Regions from separate parts of the Mus musculus genome. Here region 1 is linked to region 2. The links are chromatin contacts, called in public Hi-C maps. All regions are on one chromosome and are shown on one strand. Each heading gives the region's core, a stretch centred on a gene start, on an enhancer-like site or on the middle of the called end of the contact. The rest is flanking DNA. Distances are from core to core; before and after follow the strand shown.

Region 1 (6,473 bases), core at 779-3,278, 160 kb after region 2:
AAAACACTGCAGGAGGCTGGGAAACCCAAGAGCATGGTGCTGTCTTGGCTGGGGAAGTCATGGGGGAGCTTCATGCTGCTTCCTAAGCAAGCATACTCCAGGGGGATCTAGAAACTGGGCCAAGTCACTCTCTTGGTTAGGAATCTCCTCTTACTGTAACTAAGCCTTCCCTTTGAAGGCACTGTCATTCGATCGATTTGTGACGGCTCTGCTCCAATAACAGAATCATCTCTTGATGGCCCTGCCTTTCCATACTGTTCCAGGGACAACTGACTTCCAACATGTGCTCTGGAGGAGACCTCTGCGCCCCGTCACCTGTGGCTAAGTCAGTGTCAGCCAGCGTGTGTTAAATGTATGTCCACTGAGAGAATGACCAGAGAACACGGCTTACAGTTAGCTCAGCAATGCTGCTTCCTACCGCTGCTGTTTGGGAATGACTTTCCGCTTAAAATATTTTTCAGAGGCAACCAATTAATAAACTCTCGACAAAAACACAGACATCCACTTAATCCCAAGCCAGCTATTGAAGCACAGAACTATAAACAAAACTAAACCCAAGAGCTCTGTTAGAAAGCTGTCAAACTGGCAAAACAAATATTTTTCAATAACATCACAGACTGCTATAATATTGAACAAATACAGCACACCTTCTAAATGATGAAATCCAAATATTTTCTTTTAAAAATTCTGACATTCCAAAAGAGGCTGTTCATAAGGCGGGGACTTTGAACGTGTGGGCTGGTGCTTGGACTGTATTGTACCTGAGCAGAGCTAAGGAACCTATATACGTATTTCATAAATAGAAAATTGGCTGATTAAATGTGAGGCATGGATAAATAGGACTGAACATAATGCACTGAAACACAGCCATCTTAGAGGAACGATTTATCTGTGCACGGAGCTGTTTCTTCCAACAGTTCAATGCTTACTATTTAATATCAGCATAAAGTACAGAAGGCAGCTCTTTAGTTCCTAGCAAGGTGAAACTGGTGGCCAAGTGTTTTGCTTTGGGACGCAACCAGACTGACAACCGTGGCCTTAAAATGTAGATGGCCTGTCCGAGTGTTTTCCCGAGCTTCCAAACGCAGTGAACGGTGTTCATCAAGAGGCATCTTTGTATTGTCTGGGTAGAGCTGTGTGCAAATTAGTTCCTAGGTCATAATTCACCCTCACTCTTCTGAAGGGAAATTATACATATGAAGTCATGTTAGTATTTATGGGATAGGCATTTACCAGAAAGCTCTCAAAGGCTGCATAATGAAATAGCATTAAAGCCCCCTAAATTAATTAACCATAATACTGGAATAGATTCCACTAATGGTTCTACTTCCCAGACACCACTCTCCTTTTAATATTTCTTAAAGGAAAACAATCACATTTTTCATCCCCTTTTACTGACATTTAGCCACCAGGAGCAGAAACCTGTCCACACCCCTGGGACAGCAGGAGGGTGAGGTCACCGACTGGTCACACTCTCTAGTTTCTCTCCTCTCCAAGGGCATCGGCTGCTCCAGCAGCTGACACATCCTGCTGTCCTTGGAAACAGGAAACCAGCCTAGAGTTTCTTTCGGGCTATCTCCAGCATTGCATTAGCAGATTGTCAGGCTTCCCAGACCCTTGTAAATACCTTTCACTGATGGAGTGGGTGAAGGCTCCCAGGGACTGGTGAACAGGGAAGGGTATTTGTGATTGGCAGGGGAAGGACCTGGCTCAGCTGCTGGCCATCGTGGGATGGCTCTGGAGATGAAAGAAGCAAAAGACAAAGAGGAAACACAAGGCCATTTGGTCCATCTCACACAGATGAGCAGACTGATGTCTGCTCCTAGAACAGCCCAGGCCTCTTGGGAGGTCAATGCTGCCCAGGCGAAGGCCCAGCAAAGGGAAGTTCAGATGATCCATGCAGTAGACCCACAAATTGAAGCGATTCAACCAGCTGTCCATCAAAGCAGCAAGTCATCTTCCCACATGCCCAGCTTGGGTCACTATCTCACTGGCTAGCAGTGCCAGCAGAGGGCAGCCAGAGAAAGGAGAGGAGTCCTGTTGTAGACAGAGCTACCGTCTTCTGGACAAGTTGTGGCAAATACTCTGGGTTACTCACAGTAACAGCGGACTTCCTGTTCTTCAGTCACACACCCACCTCATCTGCATTTGTCTTTGTAGTTCTCTGGGTCATCTCTCCCAAAGAATGAATAAGTTGGTCTATGAAGGGGTGGATGGGGTGGGAGCTACAAAGTCATCCATGCTAACTCTTGACAACCTAGGGAAGAGTGGCTTTTTGTGTGCTAAAGCTGCTGGTGGTGTTTGTAAATACAAGCACAGACCCTTAAGTCGTGCTTGATTTTAAAAAAATAAGTAAAACTGGATGTGGGGAAGCTAGAGAGATGGCTCAGCAGTTAATAGCATTTGCTGTTCTTGCTAAAGACCTGGGTTCACTCTCCACCTCCCACTTGTTTGTAGCTTCAGTTCCAGGGTATCCACCATCTCCATGGGCCCCAGGCACACACGTGGCCCACAGCAGACATACCTGAAGGCAAAACGCTTATATACTTATACTCATACTGTGGCGTGTGCCCCCACAAGCATGTCGTGTGCACATGATAGTAATTTTTTTAATTCAAGGGAAATGTTGAAAATGTACAGAGTTTTTTCTTGTCAAAATTCTCTGAAGAGCACATAATAATATGTGTATAATGTTGCATCCTATTGAGTGTAGTAGTTATAAAAGTCAATGGAAACTTACAGGAAGGTGGAGGGTTACTGCAAACGTGCACCGTCTTACACCAGGGACTTGAGAAATGTCAAATCTTATACCCTCTGGTGGGAGGGAAGTCCTGGAACCAATTTCCAGGGTACTCCAAGAGACTGCTGTGCAGTGGAAATGGCTTATCAATGCAGAGTAAGGCTCACTGAAGGCGCAGATGTAATTTTTAAAAATCCGAACAGACTGCGGTGACAGGCTCACAGAGAGGACCTGTATGTGTCCTGCTGTACTTTGGTGGGCATAAGAAAAGTCTCATTGGCTCTTAGTCCCAGGCCTTTGTGGCAATCAGCTCGAGTGGAGGAGATGGGGAATTCAGGATTGGTTGGCATTCTAAGAGGAAAAACTATTCGGTATCTTTCCATGTCACTCACTAAGATCTGTGTGACACTGTCATGAGCAATCCACTACCCAGAGGTCTTCATCAGATAAACAGGACTTTGAGATTCACGGCCAAGGAATGTAGGCTGGAGAGGCACTCCCAGCGCCAGCTGCTACCTGCACAGCCAAGTGCTGTGGCTGGCGAGGGACCAAGGAGGCATGCTGCAACTGGGAGCCCCAACAACCAGCCACAACCCCCGCAGGTCTTAATCCCGAAATGAAAAGTAATTGCTCTTGGCTTAAAGAAGAAAGGAAAACACCATCCTTAGCTGGATTGTGTATCATTGGTTCCCCCATCCGCCCCCCACTCCTGCCTCCCAAACTGTGCTGAACACCAGATTCTGAAAACCTGCTTGACATTTGAAAATGAGAGAAAATAAGTGTTTTCTGTCAATGTTATTTAAATCTACCCAGGAACACTAACACAGGAGAATATTTGACTGCAGATGTTTTGATTAATATGATTAAGTAGATGGGTTTCTGCCTTTAGCTCTAAGGAACAGTACTTTAATGGTAACTTACCTGAAACTAATTGTAGAAGACCTGGGTGGAAAAAACAGCCCTTTGGTTTATATTTTGAAGCTGAGGTTTGATTTTCCTGCAGAAAAGTCTGGGCCAAGGCTGCCCGAACTGGCTTTTAGTACAGATGGAATTATAACTGAAAAATTTGGAGGAAAGGGGAGGGGAAGCCGTCGTGTTAATATATTCCTGTAGTGGAATTGTCTTCTCAGCAGGAAAAAAAAAAGAAAGAGAGAAAACTCATAAAAATTCATAAAGGAACAGCTGCAAGTTTAAATTATTGTCACGGGGAACTGAAGATAGTTCTAACCTGCAATCGAATAAGTAATATTTCTATTTGTATTTGTTTGCCTTTGCCCAGGGTTCTGTATACACTCTCCATTCTTCCTTAAGGTTCAGGGAACACGGACACTGAGCAAAAACACCAAGAGCAAGAATAAAAAAAACAAATCTCACCTTTCAGGTTCCAGGTTCCAAGTTCTAAATGATGTGTGTTAATTTAGATAGTCTTCAATGGACTCCTAATGACACAGAACTAATTAAAAGAATTCTCACCCCTGGAACCAAGGCTGCTGGGTTTCCTCTTCAGTTGAGCCAAATCAGACTCTTTATACAGACAGCAATTTCGTGTGGATTAATTCAATACTACAGGCCCCCGCAGGAGTCTCAGCAATCAATTCCACCCAGCCAGAAAGCAAGCCCAGGTTCTCATTCCGCAAGGATTATCGTGGCCTTCTTCAGGTGCGGATGTTCACAGAGAAGAACCAAGCCTCTTTACAGGCACTGCTCTCCGCTTGTGTTTTCTGCCTGACTAACTCAAACCAGAAAATTAAGGTGGATGTTGCTGCAGCAGAAGTGTTTTGGGCACCACCAGGATGGTTCAACCCAAGAGAACAGAACTGGGGGACTAACGACAGTAGCAACATCTCCACAGTGCGGGGCAGCGAGCAGGTGGAAAGCCAGGCACAGACCAACACCTTCATACACAACTGTCAGAAACACGAGGCCTCAGTGAAATAGAAAATGTCACACAGCCCAGGAGGTGATGAAACAGCCACAAGCAGTGCTGAGGCGGCACTGAACGACCAGGAGCCTGGCTCTCTGCGGGCGTGGAACACTCAGCCAGTGACGCCCGAGTTAACAGCTCACAGACCTTGAGAAGTAAATTTCTTCCTGCCACATATTTGTTCATTTATACTAAGTGAATGTGTGTGTGCTGTGTGTGTGTGTGTGTGTGTGTGTGTGTGTGTGTGTGTGTGTGTGTGTGCGGTGCCCACAGAGGGCAGAAGCGGCCGGCTGTCAGATGCCCTGGAATGGGAGTTACAGGCAGCTGTGAGCCTGCGGTGTGCAGTGCTGGGAACTAAACTCAGGTCCTGGACAAGGGCAGCAAACCCGCTCAGTTGAGCCAGCTCCAACCCTTGCTCTGGGTGCTCTCTATTGCATTGTATTTATTTACTGGGGGGGAGGGGGGGTCACATGACAACTCGAAGGAGTCTGTTATGATTGCAGGGGTGTTGTGATTGCAGATGCGAGCCAATCATGTGGGTCCCAGGGACTGAACCCAGGTTGTCAGACTTGGCAGTAAGTGCCCTTCCTTGCTGAGCCAGAGATTTTGAATAAAAATTCATCGTTAGTATTCTCTTTTGGATCTAAAACTTTTGGGTAACTGACAATTCTTGTATAATTTTCAGTATCTCCCAGGGTCAACTAACTTCCAATTTGCTTTCTAAAAAGAAAGTTATACTTCTGCAGAGAGAGGCTTAATGAGATTATTTTTTGAAGAAAGGACTTAGGAAGGATCTCGCTATGTAGCCAAGGCTGAATTTAAATCCACAGAAAGTCTTCTGCCTCAGCCTTCTGAGTGTTGCACACAGAAAGACAAGAACACACACATATATACACACACATGCACACACATACACGCATGCACATATATACACATAAACACACACACACAAACATATATATACACACACAAACACACACATACATACACACATACAAACATATATATACACACACAAACACACACATACATACACACACACACACACACAAACATATATATACACACACAAACACACACATACATACACACACACACACACACACATATATATATATATATATATACACACAGACACACATGCACACACATACACATACACACACATAGCCACATACAATACACACAAAACAAAAGGAAACCAAGCCTGCCTAGAAGCAGTCCTCTGCACCCTCTGCACCATCCTTGCAAAGCAAGCTAAGCACACGGAGAAGCCTTCTGACTGCTGCTGTAACTTCAGGACATGTGCTCCAAGGGTCTTGAGTACAATGCTCAGAAATGTGTGTGACTGAGGCCACACATGCTCAGGTGCTGGGATTCCAGTCCGGTTCCCAGAATCTCTTGTCATCTGGGAAGACATCTGGTGGTTAGACACCCTGCAGTCTGTTGCCTGCCTATCACTCAATCCCCGCCCACTGCCAGGGCCCTCGTTGCTTGAGCCTCCTAGGATGCTACCTCATGTGTCAGCGTCTCCCATGGCATCACTGGTGTCACTGTGACTACTGACCACTGCCATCTCTTCTGCAATGCTGAAGCTACATGGCCAGGAATCTTCTTGCTGAAACTTGATCTGCAGGAAAAAGTTCTCACTAGTTCTCTTCTGAGTTCTTTATGAGCAGGCCCGGCCTCCCTTGCTTCCTAGGGCTCTCTGCAGAGCTATAGAGATGGCCAGTGGGTGGCTAAGTTGTTAGGATGCTCAGTGCCCGTGCCCTCTCGCCCTGCTCCCCTACACGGTGGTTTTTCACTGTC
Region 2 (7,259 bases), core at 2,541-5,040:
TGTGACCATAAGCACTGGGGCAGTGGAGACTTGTGCCCTGATCCCTGGGGTTGTGGGTGACTCAGCCTAGCACACCTGGTAAATTCTAAGCCTGGGAGAGACCCTGCCTCAAAAAAACCCTAAAAAGTGGGTGGTACCTGAGGAAAGATCCAATATCGTCTTCAGGCTTCCACATGGATTGGCATGTCCTCTCTCTCTCTCTGTCTCTGTCTCTGTCTCTCTGTCTCTCTCTCTGTCAGCTGCACCCATGATAGCTCATCAAGGATACCCACTAAGAGCTGGGAGGAGTTCTTTTTTCATTTTTAGTTTTTGGAGACAGAGTCTTGTGTAGCCCAGGTTGACCTTGAACTCTGTATAGCTGAGGTCAGGCTTGGATTTCTAAACCTCTGCCTCTTAAGAGAGAGAGAGAGAGAGAGAGAGAGAAAGAGAGAGAGGGAGAGAGAGGGAGAGAGAGAGAGAGAGAGAGAGAGAGAGAGAGGGAGAGAGAGGGAGAGAGAGAGAGAGAGAGAGAGAGAGAGAGAGAGAGAGAGAGAGAGAGAGAGGTGTGTGCGATTACACCCTGCTTGTGCTCAGTGCTGGAGACTCCGCTTGAGGTTTTGTGCTTGGTAAGCCAGCATTCTGACACTTAGCTACCCCCACAGCCCTTGGAGTTCTTGTGTGAGAAACCCCAACTAGCAGGCAGAACCATCCCAGTCACTGTGTGCAAATGACTGACCAACTGCATGAGAGAGAAAAAGTCAATTCATGGTTCCCTTGCTATCAGCAGTCCTTTCTGCTGTCAGTGTTTTGATTTGTACAGCAGAAGGATGTCCCTTTTTGCCATTCCATCATGAGAAGGTCCCCAGAGAGGCTCGCTGCAGGACAGATGGTATTTTTACCTTTGCGCTTTCTGGGTACTCTTCTGGGGTTCGGTGCAGCAAGACATGCCCTTTGCTGGGGATATTTAGATATATGCAGTTGGCGGCCATGTCGTCGGGTACAGTGAGCTTGTCATAACGATGGTCACTCATCTGTTGCATGATCTATTAAAAAACAAACAAAGCAGGCTGAAGTGGAGGCTCCCACACTCACAGGGAGGAAGGCGGTAGGGTGGGACACAGACCTGTAAAGACCACCTTAGACTGCTTTGCAGCTCAGGCTCCTGACGTCACCTCTAGTCACTCAGAACCAAAAGAAGGAAACCTGACCTAGCAGGGATCTTATGAGTGTTCTCGTTCTCTTAAAGTTTGTATTTGTCTCTGTTTTTAAGGCTTAAAACGTATCTGTATTCTGGCTTATGCTCCTAAGACATGCCAGCAGCGCATAAAACAGCCAGGTGCAGAAATCTGGCTGGAAGTTTGAGAATATTCTTGGCTGAGAAAACAAGGCTGCCCTGGTCTTAGGAAAGACAGATCATTACAGCCATCAGAATGGTCAGTAAGAGATGCCTGTGAGCATGAACAAGCACATACAATCTGATCTTCTATGTACATCAAAGTCAAGGCCCAAATTTCCAAGAGATCACAGTTGAAAGTAGGTAGTTATACTACAGTACAAGTAGAATAGGGTGCCAGGATACACATTTGATACTTATCAAATCTCAAGTTTTCCATTTTAATGTGTTATTAGCACACAGTAATATACAATAATGGGTTTCATTTCAGCATTTCTAGACATGTGCATAATATGTTTTGGTTGTATTTACCTCTCTCCAGTTCTCTTGCTCTTTCCACTCCTGATCTCCTTTCTCTTCCCAACTAGTCTGCCTTCTACTTTCATGTCTTTCTATTTTTTAATGAGCCAATAAGCTTCCTTAGCCTGAGTCTGTATTTGAAGTGTCTCCATGATTTCTTCTAGCAGTTACAAAGTTGCAGGCCTTATGTTGAGGTCTTTGATCCATTTTGAGATTTAAACCAATTCTGCCCTACTAAAAAAGATCTCTCTTATTCAGCTCACTTTACTCTTTCTTAACCTTCACAGCTGAGACAGCACCAAGGATTACTAGAGAGAGGCCCAGTGACTGAAGGCTGCAAAGAGACCCTCAAAACATAGTATGTGATGGCCACCGCTCCCATTCAAGCCTATATACACATAAACAAAACCCGTTATGCTCATTGTCTTAATTCCCCAAGCACTAGGGAGGAGCATGAGTAGGTTTTGGTCCCAGGACATTGAGGCAGGGTTCTTCCACCATTATTGAATACCAGACAACAGCTGGTTGGGTTTGCAGCTTAAGTCTAGGTAAATAGGTGACTCAGTGCATTCTCTATTCACAGAGAAAGAAAACACAAGACTCACAGTAAGAAGTTTCGTGGCTAGACCACATAGCTGAGTTCTCACTAGGATTTCCTCTCCACTTGAGCGGGAGGGCAGATCTCCCACCTGTCAATCTGACTCACATGTGCCCAAGGGTGACAACCGGGCAGAAGGACCATCATCACTGCCCACTCCTTGTTTACCATCGAGGGAACACACTAAGTCTCCAAGGTACCGGAGTTGAGAAAGTGCCAATAAGAGACCAGACTTCCTTCCCCTCTCCCCATCAACTTCCTCCAGGGATTGGTCCTCTCCTTCTTTGGCCGTACTTGAGTTTTCTTCAGTTGATGATGGCATTTGTTTGAAATTCTAATCTCTGCTTTTCCTCACTCTTTTCTTAATCACCTTTTCCTGAGCTGTATTCATTAGAGCATCTGAGGGGGCATTCCAGAAATTACAGACATAAGGGCTGGCAGCCAAGCTGGAATAGTTTGAAGATAGTTTCATTTTTTCTTTCATTACTGGGAAGAAAAAGAATTATAATTTTCTTAATGGGGGAATAATTTAATGCTGAAGATATATGAAGCAATTTACTGATAAATTCTACTGAGGGTTTCTCTTAAAACAAATGCCTTAACAGATTACCAGTACTACCTCAGGAGGACCCTTCCAATTAATTTAGCCTCCTTGTTATCATCCTGGCCTCCTTGTTATCATTTTGTGGCAAATTATAAACCATGCTGTAAGAAATGACTTTTAATAATGAACTGGATATACACACATGGAGCTGTGAACAGTGCTGTCCCACTCAAAAACCAAAAGCTTCATATATCTGGGTCTCTCTCTCTCTCTCTCTCTCTCTCTCTCTCTCTCTCTCTCTCTCTCTCTCTCTCTCTCTCTCTCCCTCTCTCCCTAAATGATTTTAAAACAGTAACTGTAGATAATAGACAAGCAACCCTTCTTTTTCATAGAAGAGACACAGGGGGTTGATTATTTTGGACTTGCAGTATGTCTGCCATGTTAGCTGAGGACCAGGCTCCCCTTTCCTGTCCAAAGGGTTCATTTGCATTGCCTGTGTGCTGTTATTGACTGGTGAGATGGTTTGCCATTCACTTATAGCTGCGTCCAGGACACACACACACACACACACACACACACACACACACACACACACACGATACAGTGAATTTGCTGTTTAGAGGCGGGTGAATGGTGCAGGGATCACAACTCTTCATGGTGTGTTCTTATATGTGTGCATTTCTGTGTGTGTGTGTGTCTGTGTATTCATATAGATGCGTGAGTGTGTATGTGTGTATGTATGTGTGTGCATTTGTGTGGCAATGGTGTGTGCATGTGTGTTACCAAAAGGATGAACTGACACTGGGCACCCTGGCAGGATAACACTTCAAAGGGCCCAGGCTCCCGGAGAACAAGCAGAGGTGACAGTAACCGACAGGCTTTCTCTTCCCTTCTTGGACACTCAGTCTTGGGGAAAGATGAACATGATCCTAAGCATCCCAAGAATGTGACTGCTGGGCTGACTTCCAGGATTTTCCTTTTCTTAAGAAGGATGGAGGAAGTGGCTTTGTTCCAGAGTTCTTGGTAAAATGTCTGTGTAGCAGTAAGGACTGAACTTCCTGCTTGTCATAGCACCCAGCACCAAAACGGAAGCAGAAAGCACCTAAACTCTCTCTGTGCGTCAGCAAATTCCTCCTGGAGCAGCTTCCTCTGTATCCCCAGAGGCCTCAGGTTCAACTGGGAAAAGTCCACCTAAGTGCCACGCTATCCAGCCTGTGGGGGGTGGGGGTGGGGAAGATTTCAGAGGCAGGCTACATTCCAAATGTTGTCTCTGACTTTTGTCAGTGGAATTATTATTCTACTTTGAGTAACCAAATCAGAATGGTGATAATTGGGTCTGGAAGCTATTGATGTCTGGACCAACTCAACAGGCTTCACAGAGTGCCTGTCCCCTTGGGGCCAGCCACAAGGACCAAGTCAGGTGGTATGCAAATAGACAGATGCAAGGATATTCTAAGTGTTGCCTGCTGGAGGTGACAATCTGTAATTCAAGCATGGTGCCAAGCATGGGGAGGGTGGAGTCTACCTCTCTTATCGCAGGCACCTTCTTAACCCAGAAGGCACACAGTCCTAGAGAGAAAGGGGCTCTGGGCATCTCTGGGGCCACAGCAGCATCCTTGGATCTCTCAAAGCTGCTTTCTTGGAGGGCCTGGCCTGGCTCCCCTGAGTGGAGTTGCCACAAAGCAATGGGAACCAGTGGGAACACGCTGGCTTTCAGCCTGACACTCTATGCACAGCCAGTCACATTAAGCAGGCATTTCCGGCTGTTTCCCACATTTCTGGGAATTTTCTCATTGAAAGGATTGGAAGGCAGCCCTATTCTTCTGCTTCTTACTCATGCCTTCTTTGTATTACAGCAATTACATTAAAAAAAAAATCCTGGGCCGAGTGGTTGGACAGAACAACTTAAGGCTTAATTGGTCAAATACTGAGGCAAAGAGATAAAGAAGGCATTTAAAGATGGTTAGGAAATATTCCAAGCACATTTTTGGCTTGCTCATAATTGATCTTTCCATGATAGATATGTATGTACCCATCTTAACACAGTAAAATGAAATCAATATTAAAAGCAAGTAATTATAGACTCCACCAAGAGATACAGGACCCAACGCACAATCACTTCTCATTGCTACTAGGTAGCTGAAATAACTCTTTATTGGTTTATCATGCATCAGGAGTTTTATTGAAAGCCTAGCAATATATGGCAGTCTCCAAATCCTGGCCATCCTTTTAGGGCTCAGCCAGTATAACTGGATAATATTATAAATTGCTAACATGGCTTCACATTTCATGGGCTCTCACAGCTGGGCTTGGAATGAACACATTCTGAGAGCCATGTCTCTAGTTAAATAAATGACTGTACTGAGGATTAGAACCCGAGCGAGCTCTCTACCATGAAGCTAGGTCTCCTGTCCGCGGCTGTGTGCCATGTTTGCTTGTTTTTGAGACAGGCTCTCATCTCATAACTTTTGCTGTTCTACTCGCGGTGACCTGTCTGCATCTGTAAAGTGCTGGCAATAAAGCTGTGTGACACCACACTTGGCTTGGATGTGTGTTATTTTATTTTGTTTTATTTTAATATTTTGAGTCAGGGTTTCTCTGTGTAGTCCTGGAAATTCACTCTGCAGACCAGCCTGGCCTCAAACTCAGGCATCAGCCTGCCTCTGCCTCCCAAGTGCTGGGATTAAGGACATGCACCACCACCTGACTTCAGATATGTAATACGTATATACACACATATATACACATATATGTATATGTATATATGTACATGTATATATGAGTACACTGTAGCTGTCTTCAGACACACCACCAGAAGAGGGCATCATATCCCATTACAGATTGTGAGCCACCATGTGGTTGCTGGGAGTTGAACTCAGGACCTCTGGAAGTGGTCAGTGTTCTTAACCACGGAGCCATCTCTCCAGCTCCCAGATGTGTATTTTTATAAATAATATTTTTTACTCATTCTTTGAGGATTTCCTAGTAGTATACAATGTGTTTTGGTTACATCCATCTCCACACCCCTCTTCCACCTTTTCCCCAACACGCTCCTCTTCGAATTTTACTTTATTTCGAAAAAATATAGACCCCACCAAATCCAATTGGTGCTACCCATATGGGCATGAGTGTGGAGCCAACCACTGGATCATGGGCTACCTCCCAACGGCCACTCTCAAAGAAAAATGACTCTTCACTCTGGAGCAGCCATCAACTGTCAATGGCTCCTCAGCCAGCCGTGGGACCCAGGAGCTCGCCTCATCTATGCTGGGAAGCTGGCTGGCTTGAGCTCCTACAGGCAGCCGCAGCTCTGTGTCCCGAAGGCAGCATCCCACAGCACTGGTCCCCATCCTCCTCACAGTCTCCCTGCTCCCTCTTCACTGTTCCTGAACCCTGGTGGGATGGTGATGCGTCTCATAGAGGGCTGTGCACTCACAATCATGGTTTCCGTACGTCTACTGGTTCTGCCTTAACTGTGGCCTGACGTGGGAAGTAGCCCGTTCTTTCTGCTCTCCTGGGTGCAGACAAAGCAACGTACAGAAAGGAAGGGCTGGGTTTTGGCTCTCAACCAAAGCACAGAAGGCAAGGTACAGCTCTGCTCAGGTGTAACCAAAGCCAGGTAGCAGGGGGAGGTGAGTGCTGGTGCTCAGTCCTAGTCTCCCCCCAAAGCCAGGCAGCAGGGGGAGGTGAGTGCTGGTGCTCAGTCCCAGTCTCCCCCCAAAGCCAGGCAGCAGGGGGAGGTGAGTGCTGGTGCTCAGTCCCAGTCTCCTTTGCACACAGTCTGAGACCTGATCCTATCAATCAGTGCCTCCCACATTCAGGGTGGGTCTTCCTGCTCTGTTAAACCTTTCTGGAGGCACTCTCAGATTCATCCAGACATATGTTTCCATGGTGATTCTAAATCCTACTACGTTGACAAGATTAACTGTCCCAGTAACCTAAATCCCACCATCAAAGATTTAATCTCTTGGGTTTTGGAGGCAGCTGATCTTTAAGCATCGTTCTTGGTCAGAGAGAATGGAAAACATTCAGCTTGTGTTTGTGGGTGTGTGTATTCTCTTCCTCTTTTCAATTTGTTTCTCACCACGACCCTCCCTGTGTATGTGGTGATGTCATCTCTCTCTTCATGTGAAAGTAAGACAAGTGCAGAGAAATTCACTAATACGTCCAGGGTCACTCACTCACTTAGACAGGCAATGTAGGCTTCAAGCCTGCGTGTGTCTGACTTCCCATGCCTACCTTCATCCTGACAAGACAAACCACCATCTTATCACCCAAAAGACTAGACTCACAGGTTCACTGGAAGCCCATGGTGACATACGTTTTCCTATAGAGTTTTCTCGGCATTTGCATATTAGCAGGTTTGTGTGCAAATGCATTCCGTACAGTGTCTGGTCTTTGAAGTCATCTGAGTTTGTGTCTGGCCTTACATGGTTTGTTTTGTT

Evidence for each region. A called contact is a pair of places that touch in the nucleus more often than the background predicts.
Region 1: a contact with region 2 is called in a Hi-C map of the N1E-115 cell line, with 5 times the contacts expected there. The contact joins two enhancer-like sites. A contact is called at or near these places in 5 of 484 Hi-C or Micro-C datasets (the N1E-115 cell line, cumulus cells, lens fibers and 2 more) and 1 of 115 datasets of contacts at active chromatin or transcription factors (pancreatic cancer cells).

What each region holds. Positions count from the first base shown.
Region 1 is chr3:145,725,311-145,731,783 of GRCm38.p6, reverse strand. No RefSeq gene overlaps it. Among named protein-coding and RNA genes, the nearest start is that of Ddah1, 30 kb to the left of the region's middle. Within about 2 kb of position 2,028, at least 82 of the 459 cell types and tissues checked have an H3K27ac peak or open chromatin away from gene starts, as enhancers often do. A contact at or near this core is called in the N1E-115 cell line, muscle stem cells and pancreatic cancer cells, where this site is marked.
Region 2 is chr3:145,882,847-145,890,105 of GRCm38.p6, reverse strand. It overlaps Ddah1 (dimethylarginine dimethylaminohydrolase 1), which reads right to left. Exons shown (of 6, transcript NM_026993.3): 5 at 879-1,022. All of the region lies in intron 1 of Gm35187 (a long non-coding RNA gene), which reads left to right. Among named protein-coding and RNA genes, the nearest start is that of Gm35187, 4.2 kb to the left of the region's middle. Within about 2 kb of position 3,790, at least 94 of the 459 cell types and tissues checked have an H3K27ac peak or open chromatin away from gene starts, as enhancers often do. A contact at or near this core is called in the N1E-115 cell line, muscle stem cells and pancreatic cancer cells, where this site is marked.